2 separate regions of the Mus musculus genome follow, and region 1 is linked to region 2. Evidence: chromatin contacts called from public HiChIP or PLAC-seq data. All regions are on one chromosome and are shown on one strand. Each heading gives the region's core, a stretch centred on a gene start, on an enhancer-like site or on the middle of the called end of the contact. The rest is flanking DNA. Distances are from core to core; before and after follow the strand shown. Region 1 overlaps Itga9 (integrin alpha 9). Region 2 holds the start of Golga4 (golgi autoantigen, golgin subfamily a, 4).

Evidence for each region. HiChIP or PLAC-seq counts read pairs in DNA pulled down with a chosen protein or histone mark.
Region 1: an H3K4me3 HiChIP or PLAC-seq map of embryonic stem cells shows a contact between it and region 2, with 3 times the contacts expected there. The contact joins the enhancer-like site here to the promoter of Golga4 in region 2. A contact is called at or near these places in 6 of 39 promoter capture datasets (the HPC-7 cell line, embryonic stem cells, hippocampal neurons and 3 more), 6 of 484 Hi-C or Micro-C datasets (all in embryonic stem cells), 6 of 115 datasets of contacts at active chromatin or transcription factors (T-cell acute lymphoblastic leukemia, bone marrow-derived macrophages and embryonic stem cells) and 1 of 9 other capture datasets (pancreatic islet).

The regions. Positions count from the first base shown.
Region 1 is chr9:118,861,425-118,867,929 of GRCm38.p6, reverse strand. The region is part of intron 23 of Itga9 (integrin alpha 9); the gene reads right to left. Among named protein-coding and RNA genes, the nearest start is that of Gm39454, 14 kb to the right of the region's middle. Within about 2 kb of position 4,214, at least 29 of the 459 cell types and tissues checked have an H3K27ac peak or open chromatin away from gene starts, as enhancers often do. A contact at or near this core is called in embryonic stem cells, where this site is marked.
Region 2 is chr9:118,502,040-118,508,636 of GRCm38.p6, reverse strand. It overlaps Golga4 (golgi autoantigen, golgin subfamily a, 4), which reads right to left and starts at 2,319. Exons shown (of 24, transcript NM_018748.3): 1 at 2,080-2,319. The coding sequence starts at 2,151.

The DNA.
Region 1 (6,505 bases), core at 2,965-5,464, 360 kb before region 2:
TAATCAGGAAATAACCCACTTTTATGGGAGGCTCAGGGTGGTCCTGCTTCAGCAGGAGACTGAAGGCTCCCAGGGTCTCTAGGGTGTCTGATCTGGTGCAGCTAAAATTCAGCCACTCTCCCTGACCAGGGTCACAGCAGGGAGGCACTTCTCTGAGAGGATGAACAGGGCATGGTCACGGTAACATGGTAATATCCGGGATCGGCTCTGAGGGCCATTCACACTTAAACATTTGCTTCACAACAGCCCTGTGGGACCGGGCCGTATCTGGAGCCATCTTAAAGATGGAGGTACAAGGAGAGAAGAAGAAGAAGAAGAAGGAGGAGGAGGAGGAGGAGGAGGAGGAGGAGGAGGAGGAGGAGGAGGAGGAGGAGGAGAAGAAGAAGAAGAAGAAGAAGAAGAAGGCAGGCATGCAGACAGAGGTGGTCTTGAGAGTAGGCCATGCACCATACACACCCCCTAGCACTAGGTCCAGGGGTCAAGGACAGACTGTGGTGGGGTCAGAGAGGAGGACAACCATCCGCCCTCTTTTTACCCAGAATTCTTCACGGTGGCCCATTTTACCACTGTCTCCTCTCAGCCCCCAACAAAAAGCTGACCGCTGGACAGCCCATGGGAGGTATGAGCACCTGCAGGCTGGGAGGTCAGGTCACTCTGTGCTGTCTCTGGGCCTGGAAGGGGAATAGAGTACCCTGGAATGTTGTTTTTGGAAAGCAGTTCCCAGATCAGGCAGTCCTTGGCCTTGGCTGTCAGATAAGGACCTGAGACCTTAGGCTTGGTGACTTACCCAAGGTTATGTGGTTGGTTGTTATCAGCAGCCTAACCCAGTAAGAGGAACCCAGGGAGCAGACGCTATCCCAGACACCACTCTTGTGCTCTGTCCCCTCCCCTCTTATTTCATTGAACATGATGGTCTCCTATTCCACCCTTGTCCTGTGTCTGACAAAGTTCACTCCTCTCTATGGTTGAACAAGCCTTACTGTGTCTATCCACTACACCACCTATACCTCTGCTGATGAGCACCTATAACTTGACTGTGGTGAATCATGTGGTATACTTTTAAAAATGTGTGTCCAAGTTTGTGTGTATGGGCACATGCCAACACAGAGACAGGAGGATAACCTCGAGTGTCAGCTCCAGAGATACCATCTTCCTTCTCTGAGATGGTCTCAATGGCCTGGAACTTACCAAATAGACTAGATAGCCTGGCTGGTGACCCCTAAGGATCTTCCTGTCCCCAGCTCTCCAGCACTAGGGTTACAAACGTGAGCCCTGACCCCTAGCCTTTTAATGTGGGTGTTGGTGATTGAATGAAAGTCTTCATGTTTATAAGGTGAGCACATTAATCCACTGAGCTGTCTCTCCAACCCCATGGACTTTTCTGGGCTGTTTTTGAGACAGGGTTTCTCTGTGTATCCCTGGCTGTCCTGGAACTCACTCTGTAGACCAGGCTGGCCGCGAACTCAGAGATTTGCCTGCCTCTGCCTCCCAAGGGCTGGGAGTAAAGGTGTGTGCTACCATGCCTGGTTACACTCTTGAATACTCTGTGGTACCTCCTGCAGCCCAGCTCCACCTCTTCACAACCATGACAATTTGAGTCTCCCGGGCCTCAGTTTCCTTATCCATGGAATTAGTACAGTGGCCTACATGGATACTTCTAGGAGCGGATCACACGCTTCAGGACCATATGTGCAGCTTCTACAGAGCATCTTGTGTCTGTGTGAATGGAGGGAGGTATGCGTGCCATGGCACATGTGTGGAGGTCAGGGTCAGTTCTTTCCTACCATGTGGGTCCTGGGAACCAACTCAGGTCCCCAGGCTTCATAGCTGGCACTGTTCCCAGCCAGGGGTCCTCATCTTCCATTCTGTAGATAAGCGATTGCTAAAACCCTACCCCACAGGCTGGTTAATTTTGTCTAGAGAACTTCAGTTGTTGAAACAAGACAAAACAAAAACCACCCCTCTATCAGATCAGTCTTGTGAAAGCCCATGGGGAATTATCTTTATTAGTGATAAATGTGGGAGGGCTCATAGCCCTGGGTGCTATAAAAAAAATCAGGCTGAGTGAGCCCTGGCTAGGAAGCTAGTAACAGGATTTCTCCATGGCCTCTGCATCAGTTCCTGCCTCCAGGTTCCTGCCTTGGCTTCCTGCACGATGGACTTTACGCTGTAAGCCATATAAATCCTTTCCTCCCCAAGTTGCTTTTGGCTATGGATGTTTATTGAAGCAAAATAAAGCAAACTAGAATACTCCTCAACTTGGCTTTAATCATCTTTGCTCAAAATCATGAGGAAATAAAGGCCTCTTCCCATGTCACACCAAACACCACACTGCCCTGTTCAACAGTCCCATCTTCAGCTGTCTGGGGGCCCTGTGGCCTCTGCCCACTCACTCTCATACTTTCCCAGACTGCTGGAGCCCAAATGCTTCCCACGACAGGGCTGGTTCTCAGCAGGACCCCTGGGAGTTGAGGGAGGCCCGTGGCTATTGGAATCTGCACAAAAGAACTTACTAAGTCCACAACCAGGGACAGGAAGGCATGGGGCACATTGTTGAGGCTGGATTCTGCCAGCATAGTTATTGAGGGTGTTCTGTTGTTATCTGCCCTCTCCAAACCTGACCCCAAAGAAAACACTGTGTAAGCTGAAACCAAGAGAGGGTGGTGGTGTGGGAGGCTGTCAGGAGCTCACACTGTGGAGTCCAAGATGACATGGACATCTTGTGGCAGGACAGTCATCCTGGGGTAGTGGCTGGATGCAGCTAAGGTGTCAGAGGATAGTGTTCCATTTACTCTAAGTGCCCTTACCTCATGAGTCATGGGGTTTGAAGCCTGAACTGTGGCTCTTGTCCTGGTAATGTCACTGTCAAGGAAAACTGACTTTTCCTTTGGACACTCCCAGCCTCTGTCCCCAGGTGAGAAAGAGATAGTCCTGTAGGCTATGGTCAGAAAAAGGGGTCAGAGGAACCAGGATGTTCCCACGTGTGAGGCTCAGGATCACGGTGTCCATTATTGACCCGGAGAAGCTGTGTGCTGTTGGGCTAGCCTTGGATTGCTATAGCCCTCCTACTCCAGCCTCCAGACAATGCCTGGGGTTAGTGGCACCATCACGCTAAGCTTGTTTTTCTAGCTCCACTTCTCAAGCCCATCTCCTTGGGATCCGAGTGGAGTTGTTTGTGGGCCCTCTCTAAGCAGAGTCCAGATGTAAAAGATAATTCTATTTTCCATGAGGCAGTATTCTAACAGGTGGAACTGACACCGGACCCTTGCAACACTTCTGTGCTATCCGGTAAGACATAACGTTGGATGCTCGCAACACCTTGTGTAGTGAGTAAGTGCTCCTCTCAGGCACTGCCCACCCTGCTGTGAGTTTTCAGAACGTCAATGCAGTGTATAAGGATACCATCCTGTACCTGGAGCATCTATCGCCTTGGATGTCTGTCTGTCTGTCTGTATCGGGGATATTCAGCACCTTCTCTGTTAGCTTCTTCACTGCACCTCATCCGTATTAAACCATCCCCCCCCAAGCCCCTTTTTCCCCCACCCATCCCGGGCTCCGGTGGACACTGTCTGACATGTGACTGTGAGGTCACCTTTTCTAGTTGCTGCTTGTTGAGAACATGTGTATTTTTATTCTATGTCTGGTTAACTTCACCTGATGTAATGCCCTCCGGTTTCACCCATGTTGCCACAAATGACAGGGTGACATTTTTTGTTAGGGCTGAATAATACTCCACTGTTAAAATGGACTGAGGGTGGAGTTGGGGAGTTGATTGGATATAAGAGACAGACAGACAGACAGACAGACAGAGAGACAGACATCAGAGGTGTTCTGGGCACACGGTGACACCAGGTCTCTAGCTGTCACCCAAACTTTGCAACCTCTGCCTGTGGCTCTGCAAGGCTAGGGAGCGAGAATCCCTGCCACGCTTCCTGCCGAACACCCAGGCTCTACAGATGGCGTCCTAACGGCTGGTTTCACACACCCTGACCACTACAGCCTTGAAGTGTTCCCGATTCAGGGGAGCTACCAGGCCTCCCCCAGATCTTGAGGAGGGGGCACGGAATCCAGAAAGAAAGGAAGAGCGAAGCCTGAAGGTGCACACTGTGGCCTTGAGTTCAACCTTGGACAAGCACAGCGAGGTGCCAGCACCACACCCCTTGACTTTGTGGCTTCCTATACCACCTGCCCCATGAACCTCCGCTCCGTACTTTGTTATCCATTTTGCACAACAAAGCAAGTGTCTTGTAAGCAAATCTTAGGAGTAGGGTGTTCCTGCAGAAGGATGGGGGGAACCAGCGAACTGAGTTGGAGGATGTGAGGTTTGAGGTGGGTGGATTAACCTGCCGCAGAACTAAGGAACCAACTCTACTCAGGCCTGTGGTATTCTTAGCACTTTCTTTTCTTTCTTTGCCTCTACATATCTCTGGCTGGCTTAGAACTCACTGTGTAGACCAGGCTGGCTTTGAACTCACAAAGACCTACCTGCTCCTGCCTCCTGAATGTGTCCCGCTGCTCTTGACTTCTATTTTAACAGCATATCTGAGGCCTGGATGGCTCTTTAATCAGCTTTGGCCCACTCTCCTGATCACTCCCCACTGGCTGGGCATTTACAGAGAAGGTCATCAAAATTTGCCTGACTCCACGCCTCTGGTGCATAGTCCGAGAGACAGGTAAGCGGAAACTTGAACTAACTCTGCACCACTCAGGAGCCCTGCTTGGAGTCTCCCTCAATGCAGCCCTTGGGGGAAGTTGACTTGAAACGAGCCCAGAGCTGACGGGTGAAGCAGCGCAGGTTCATTTGTGTCAAGACCATGTGTTTCCTGTTAACTCCTGTTTCCCTGTCAGCCGACATTCTGCTCCCTGTCATTTCCCTGGGCCACTTTTATGTATCACGTTACCTAAGCACAGCTGACGGCAAGTGGGTAAACATGACTGGGCCTGAGACTTAGCTGCTGGGCCCTTCTGAATTCTCTGAATTCACACGCCCTTTGAGATGGGATACCAAGAGAATGTTGTGAATGCCAGCTCTGCTAATTCAATTACCAACTACCTACTCTGGGAGTGGAGCGGTCAGAAGACAGGGCGATCCCCATTCCACCGTAGGGCGCTTGCTCGCTGTGTTCCACAGCAGTTGTGGGGAAGTTCATTTCGGGACTCATTAAAATGCCTGAGACCTGATACCACTTGGTTAACCGTACCTGTCCTAACATAAATGAGCCAATTCCATTCTGTTCCATTCAGCGAAATGTGAACTACATTTCCATTCCTGGTCGCCTCCCACTTTAATATCTTGTATTAAGTTACATGGCTGCGAATGGCTACCAGGTGTCTCTCGGTACTGTCTGATGGATGGTCAGATGACGTGATTTTCCTAAAGCAGAGGAAGGGTTGCATGTTCAGCGTCCACTTCAAGCCTGTGGTGCTTCCGACCCACAGAGAAGCAGACGCTCTGGGTCACTCCTGATTGGTTCTGCGTGCCCAGCAGGGGTGGGGCTGCCTAATACAAGGCCGGAAATGGAAATAACAGTCCCGGTGAGTCCTCAGCTGTGATGCACCTAGCTTTATGTGACCCACGCTTTGAAAGGCCGAGAACACAGCTTCTGGGTGTCAATGACCCACCATTTAAAGACAGCAGAGAGCTCCTGGAGGTGTCTGTGGGCGTGTCCTCCTAAAGAGGGAAGAATTCTTACGCATTGTGGAAGACTCCCTGCTTGTCAGTTTGGCTTGTGATACCTGTCTGTCTGTCTGTCTGTCTGTCTGTCTGCCTCTCTTTTTATGTGTACATGTACACGTGTGTCAGTGTGTGTGCACATGTATGTGTGTGAGAGCCCACACAGCAGAGGTCAAGGCCGCGTGTCTTCCTCAGTCATTTTCCCTCCTTATTCTTTAGAGGCAGCATGTCAGTGAAACTCATTGGTTCAGTTAGGATGAATTGGCCAGCATGCTCCAGGGATTCTCTTGTCTCTGCCCACCTAGTTCTGGGATTATTGGTGCACACTGCCATGCCTGGTAGGTGTTGCTCACGCTTGTGTGCCTAGCACTTCACTGATGGTACCACATCTCCAGCCCCAAGTTCTCATGTTTATTTCTACATGTAGCCAGAGGTTCCAACACACAAATAGAATTCCAAAGGGGAAACCCATTCCCATCATCCCAAGCTCCATGAGGTAAGCACAGAGAAGGCTATAACTATGTTTAGTCCCCACCTCCCAATGCACCAGTTTTTCATATCAGTAAGGACCTCAACTACAGAGTTTTGTTGTTGAAATGGAAAGGATAAACAAGGGCACAAAACATCTGTTCACAGTAACAGCTCCCTTGAGATCTGCAGAGCTGGGGACGGAGCACAGCCACCAGGACAGCCTAGGTCCTTTTATTCTAGAAAGAAAGCGACACTGAGCATACTGTATTCTTTTACTTAATTGTGTATGTGGTTCGGTGACAGGAACCTTGACCAGTTCGCTGTACCAAGAGAGTAAATGTAAAATCCTGAAGACGTTGT
Region 2 (6,597 bases), core at 1,070-3,569:
TAAAAATAAAGAGGCAAGCTCAGAAACTCACAAGCCCTGAGCTCTCCTGTCTCTCTCTACACTGCCAGTGGCAGGAACATCAGGCTTCTCTCCCGAACAATGAGGCTTCAGGCAGGGCAACAATAACAAAGTAAGATGGGGATAAGGACAAAGTACACAGATAAGGCCAAAGGCCTGAAGGATGCGCTGCGGTGTAGAGCAGAAGCTTCCCTCACTCCCTGGGGGTGAGTCTGGAGTGGGAGGGTCTATAGTGCTACAGTGGAAGATTGCTGTGCTTCACTCCTAAAAATACATTTCTTATTGCCATAAAAAGTGGGTCACAATTCATATGCTGCACTTAATTTGTCTCTTGTAGCATCTCTCAGTCTATGTAGACAATATTTGCCTGCAGCTCTGATTCTATGTAGCAGTTGCCTTTGGGTCTCATCACATTTTCATCTATAGGAGGAATAATATTTACCTCATAGGTTTATGAGGTCTAAGTAATCTATACTAACTACTAAATAAATGTGGAGCAGAGATCCAAATCAACGTTGTTTCTTTTTAGCGCTGTATAATAATCAGCCCCCTGGTAAGAATGTATCCAGCCAATTCTTTACTGGCCCCAGAGTGCTACCATTAAAACAGCGCCAGGGCTAGCAAGACAGTTCAGATGGTAAAATGCTTGCCTGAGTTTCCATCTCAGAATCCAGGTTAAAAAAGACAGCTGTGGTGGCACACTCTTGTACCCCAGTGCTCAGGAGGCAGAAAGGTGGATTCCCTCGGCCTGCTGGCCATTGAGCCCAGCCTATTTGGTGAGTTCCAGGCCAGGGGGTGTGCTGGAGAAATGGCTCAGAGGTTAAGAGCAATTGTTGCTCTTGCAGAGGACCAACCCACATAATGGTTCAACCATGCATGACAAGTTCCCTGGGATCCAACACTATCTTCTGGCCTCACACAGTGTACAGACATACAGACAGACAAGACACTCACATAAAGAAATCCAGAAATCTTTTTTAAATAGTAAAATAAAAAGAATAAAGCCCGAGGGATGAGGAATGACGACACCATGGTTGTCTTCTGGCTGCCACCTGCCCACGCGCGCACACAAGAAAAAAGAAATCGTGTAACTAAATGTTTTTGCATCCTAAATCTTCTCAGACTATGTTTCTAGAAACAGAATGCTGGGTCGTTATATTTAAACACCCAAACTGCTTCCCACTTAGCCAAACTACGACCTTTCTTGAGCCATGGGCTTTCCAGGTTTCTAACCATAAAAGAAAAGACGTTCGTGTTCAATCTACTGATATTCAGGGAGACTGGGGAGAGATTCAGCAGAAACCCTCCCCTCCCGTCCTTCACACCCTGAGTGCTGGAGAGGGGTAGTTTGTTTCTAACACGAACACGCCCCCTTTTCCCAGCCCGAAACCATACTCCCTTAAAAAGCAACGACCTTCCAGAAAAGATGCAAGAGCCCGGTTGCTGACAGGCTCGGTGCCCGTCCCGTTCAGTGTCTGCCCCTGAGCCCTGTCCGCCATCACCCAAGTTACACGAAGTGACTAACTCGTGACAGGCTTGGTCGCTGGACCGCCGCCCTCGGCTCCTGCGAGCAGCCTGGCCCGGGCAGGCTCGACTCTCTGCCTCGATCAGGGTTTGGAAGCAGGAGACTTACAGGGACCTGGTCATTCCGGGTGCGATGTCCAGGGAACCCAGAGGACATTGGTCATATATGGGGCAGAGGGCAGAGGTCACATATCACAAAGGATCTGGGTTGCCCCGCCCCCGTCACCACTCTAGAGTCAGGGTCTCTGACGGGCGAGAGAAGCTCCCCACGCAGGACCCGAACCCATCGCACCCATCTGTCAGACCGGGTCGGTCCTTAGAGGGGAAACTCCGAAGTCAAATGTCCCGACCGGTCCCGTCACCCTGCACAGGGACGGAGTTTTGGGAGAAACCAGGCCAGGGTTCCTACACCGGCTGGGTGGTCCCAAACCTTCCAGGGCTACGGTTTGGGGGGGGGGGGTGTTCCTGGGGCGGAGGTCAAAGGTCATGGGGAACTTTCGCCCGCTTCCCGGGCCTCGGCGCAGGGGGACGACGTACCTGAGCAGGGGCTAACGCCTGCTGCAGCTGCTGCTGCTCCTCGCTGATCTTCTGCTTCAGCTTCTTGAACATGGCGCGGCGAGGGGCCGGCAGCGTCTCTACCCGCGGGGCGGCCGGGCCCGGGCCTCGCCGCCTTCCTGTGGAGCTGGCGGGCACCTCGGGGCGCTCGTCGTGCGGGTGTCGGCGTCGCCGCCGCCGCGTCTCTTCTTTCTGGGTGCCCCTGGCTGGCCTCGGCCCCCCATCCAGCCCCGTCAGCGGCGGCGGCGGCGGCGACAACGGCAGCAGGTGAACGCGCCCCGGGCGCCTGCGCGGTCGACGTGGAGCTTGCCAGGGGCTTGCTACGGAGCGCCGCGGCGGACAATATGGAGGCGGTGCGGGTGAACGCGCGTGCACAGTGGCGTCTGCGCTGACTCTAGCGGGAGTCTTGGAGCTGTGCTGTCAAATAGGGAGCATCCCACCACTGAGCACCACAGTGAAGAAGGCTGGGGTGAGAGAGGATAGAGCTAGGAATGCAGAAGTGTATTCAGTGTCGTGTGGCACGATCGTTTAGAATTCTCTCGAAAGGTTTTTGGATAGTGGGTTGGATGGTATAGATGACTAGTTGGTTCGCTGGTTGGCCAGCTAGTTGGTTCGTTGGTTCATTGGTTCATTGGTTGGTTGGTTGGTTGGTTTAAAGAGAAAATCTGGGGCTGAGGGTGTAGAACGTTTGTTTACCTAGCATATGCAGGAAGGATTGGCTCTAGCCTCAGCATCGCATAAACTGGGTGTGATGGTGTATACCTGTAATCCCAGCATCCAGAGGTAGAAGCAGTAGGACGAGAAGTTCAAGGTCATTCTTGCCTATATGAATTTAAGGCCAGTCTGAGCTACAGTGAGATCCTGTCTCAAACATAAATAGTCTGGCTGAATTAGGCAGACTGGCCTTGAATTTGTTAACTAAAGTGATTTTCCTGCCTCCAGAATAGCTGAGGCCTACAGGTGCACAATTTTCTGCCTAGTCAGAATTATCTGCCTTTAGTGCTTAATATCTGTGGCTGCACTCCAAAGGAGCTGTCTTCCCCTACCTAGACTTTTCCATCTGCTGAGAACCCCCTACACTTGCACAACATAGAATATTTCTGAAACCTCTGCTCACAAAGACCCATATGACCTCGAAACTCTGGGTTCTGCACAAGCTACTACCTGGATGGCATCCATTCAGTTCTGATTCTTTGAACAGAACATTAAGAACTGGTGCATGGGGGTGTACACCTTTAATCCCAGCACCTGGGAGGCTGAGGCCAGGTGATCTCCGAGTTCCAGGCCAGATGGGCCTATGTTACATAGGGACACCCTGACTCAGAGAGAGAGAGAGAGAGACAGAGACAGAGACAGAGACAGAGACAGACAGAGACAGACAGAGACAGACAGAGACAGACAGAGACAGAGAGAGAGACAGAGAGACAGAGAAAACCAGATCCACAGGTTTAGGCCTCAGTCCCACAAGACTTCCAATGCCAGTCACATGCCAGAGGAGGAGATTCGTAGTCAAAAACCTAAGTGAAGGAGTCCTGTCTCTGGGCATATATACTACCTTGTCTTAGTTTGCCTGCAAGAATTCAAGTCAGAAAGCTGGAGACAAGAACTGAAGCAGAGCCAAAGGGGGAGTGGTGCTTGCTGTCCTGTTCCCAGTGGATCGCTCAGCTTGCTTTCTTATACAACCCAACACCACCTACCTGGGGTAGAACCACCCACATTAAGCTGGACCCTCACACTATCAATCATTAAACAAGACAATGCCTCCACAGAATTGCTTACAGGAAAGGTTATGAGAGCTTACATTTTAACCAGATGGCGGTGGTGGTGGTGCACAACTTTAATCCCAACACTAAGGAAGCAGAGGCACTTGGATTTCTTAAGTTTGAGGCCAGCCTGGTCTACAGAGTGAATTCCAGGACAGCCAAAGCTAAGACAGAGAAACCGTGTCAAACAAACAAGCAAACAAGCAAACAAAAAAACAAGAACAACAAGCAAACAGAAATACTCTAGCAAAAATAACCAATGGGGTGATTCCACATGAATAAAACTAGAGATGGGCAGTGTTTGGGTCAGAGTTCTTTCTCTAAAGGAGCAGAGCCAATGGAGTGGATATATAGACACATGGGATGTATTAGTCTGACTGACAGACCGTGGCCTGGGTAGCCCAACAAGGTCTGTCCAGATGTGAGGGCTGTCCAGATGTGAGGGCTGTCCAGATGTGGCTGATCTCCACAATTCTCCCTCACACACAGTAGCAGAGTCCACCAACAAAGAAAAGCCCAGAACTAAACAGGCTCACAGCTGAACTCTACCATACTTTTCAGAAATTGGCAATCTCGACAACCTGGAAGGAGCACAGCTCGTTAGTATTACACTAATGCCCAAACTAGATAAGAACACACACACAAAGAACACTGCATGCCAAGTTCCCTGATGAACAAAGGCACAAAATTTCTCAACACAATACAGATCAGATAAGAGCATTCGATGCTTTTGCATAGGACCTTGGTTTGGTTCCCAGCACCCAAACCACATGGTGATTCACAACCATCTGTAACTCCAGTTCTGGGGGCTCTAAGACTCTCTTTTGACCTCTGAGGACAGCAGATATACATGTGGTGCACAATCAGAAATGCAGGCGAAATACCCACACACAGGAAAACAAAAGCTCTTAAAGCTACACGCTACAAACATCTAAACTCTAAATTTATTCTAAATGGAGGAGAGCAGGAAACATGTCCTGCAGAGTTGGGAGTGCAGCATGGGGCGCTAAGAGAAAAGAAAGAAAAGGGATCCGGACAGAAAAGGAAGAAGTCAAACATTTCCTATTCACAGATGTGATCCAGTATCTCAGAGACCCTGAAGACTTCATCTGAATTCTTAGATTGAAGAAATAAATACTTACAGTCAAGCCATAGGATATAAAATGAACATCAATAATCTGTAGTTTTCAACATCCCAATGATGTGAACTTTAAGAGGAAGAAATCTGGAGAGGATTCCCTTTATAGTAACCAAGCAAAACAAAACAAACAGGCCACCTAGGAGGAGAGCCAATCAGAGAGCAAGAGATGCCTGCAAGGAAAGATGTAAAAACACTGCAGAGAGAAGTTGAAAAGGACACTAGAAGCCAGCAGGCTCTCCCCTCTCCTCCCCTCCCCTCCCCATGGAGCCACAGAGTTGACACTGTGGAAATGGCTGGCACACATACACATTGTGCAGGCAAACACAAACCCATGTAAATCTTAAAATAACAACAGGAGAACTTCTAAAGCACATACACAAGTAAATGCAATAACGAAATTAAAATATAAATCCCAAGACTCAGAGAGAGGTCAAACATCTTACCCAAGGTCATATAGCTCACACACCATTTTTTTCCATTTTTTATTAGGTATTTAGCTCATTTACATTTCCAATGCTATACCAAAAGTCCCCCATACCCACCCACCCCCACTCCCCTACCCACCCACTCCCCCTTTTTGGCCCTGGAGTTCCCCTGTACTGGGGCATATAAAGTTTGCGTGTCCAATGGGCCTCTCTTTCCAGTGATGGCCGACTAGGCCATCTTTTGATACATATGCAGCTAGAGTCGAGAGCTCCGGGGTACTGGTTAGTTCATAATGTTGTTCCACCTATAGGGTTGCAGATCCCTTTAGCTCCTTGGGTACTTTCTCTAGCTCCTCCATTGGGAGCCCTGTGATCCATCCATTAGCTGACTGTGAGCATCCACTTCTGTGTTTGCTAGGCCCCGGCATAGTCTCACAAGAGACAGCTACATCTGGGTCCTTTCGATAAAATCTTGCTAGTGTATGCAATGGTGTCAGCGTTTGGATGCTGATTATGGGGTGGATCCCTGGATATGGCAGTCTCTACATGGATGCCCCTCAACAGAGGAATGGATACAGAAAATGTGGTACATCTACACAATGGAGTACTACTCAGCTATTAAAAAGAATGAATTTATGAAATTCCTAGCCAAATGGATGGACCTGGAGGGCATCATCCTGAGTGAGGTAACCCAATCACAAAGGAACTCACACAATATGTACTCACTGATAAGTGGATATTAGCCCAAAACCTAGGATACCCAAGATATAAGATACAATTTCCTAAACACATGAAACTCAAGAAAAATGAAGACTGAAGTGTGGACACTATGCCCCTCCTTAGAAGTGGGAACAAAACACCCATGCAAGGAGTTACAGAGACAAAGTTTGGAGCTCACACACCATTGAGGCAGTGACTGAACTTGAGTTTCATGCCAGTGAAGCCCACACCCACACGACTGCTTACATCACCCCTGCGTCCCTTCCCATCAGCCTCCAGTCTCCCCGTGACACTGAGTTCTCCAAGTTCGCCAACTCTGCTCAAAAAAACCTGAGTGGCTGACATTCCATTCTCCCCATCCATCTAGCAGGGTTTTTTTTTTGGGGGGGGGGGGCTGCAGCATTTAATCCTGCATTCAGATAAGTATCCTTAAATGTAAACGCTTGTCGAC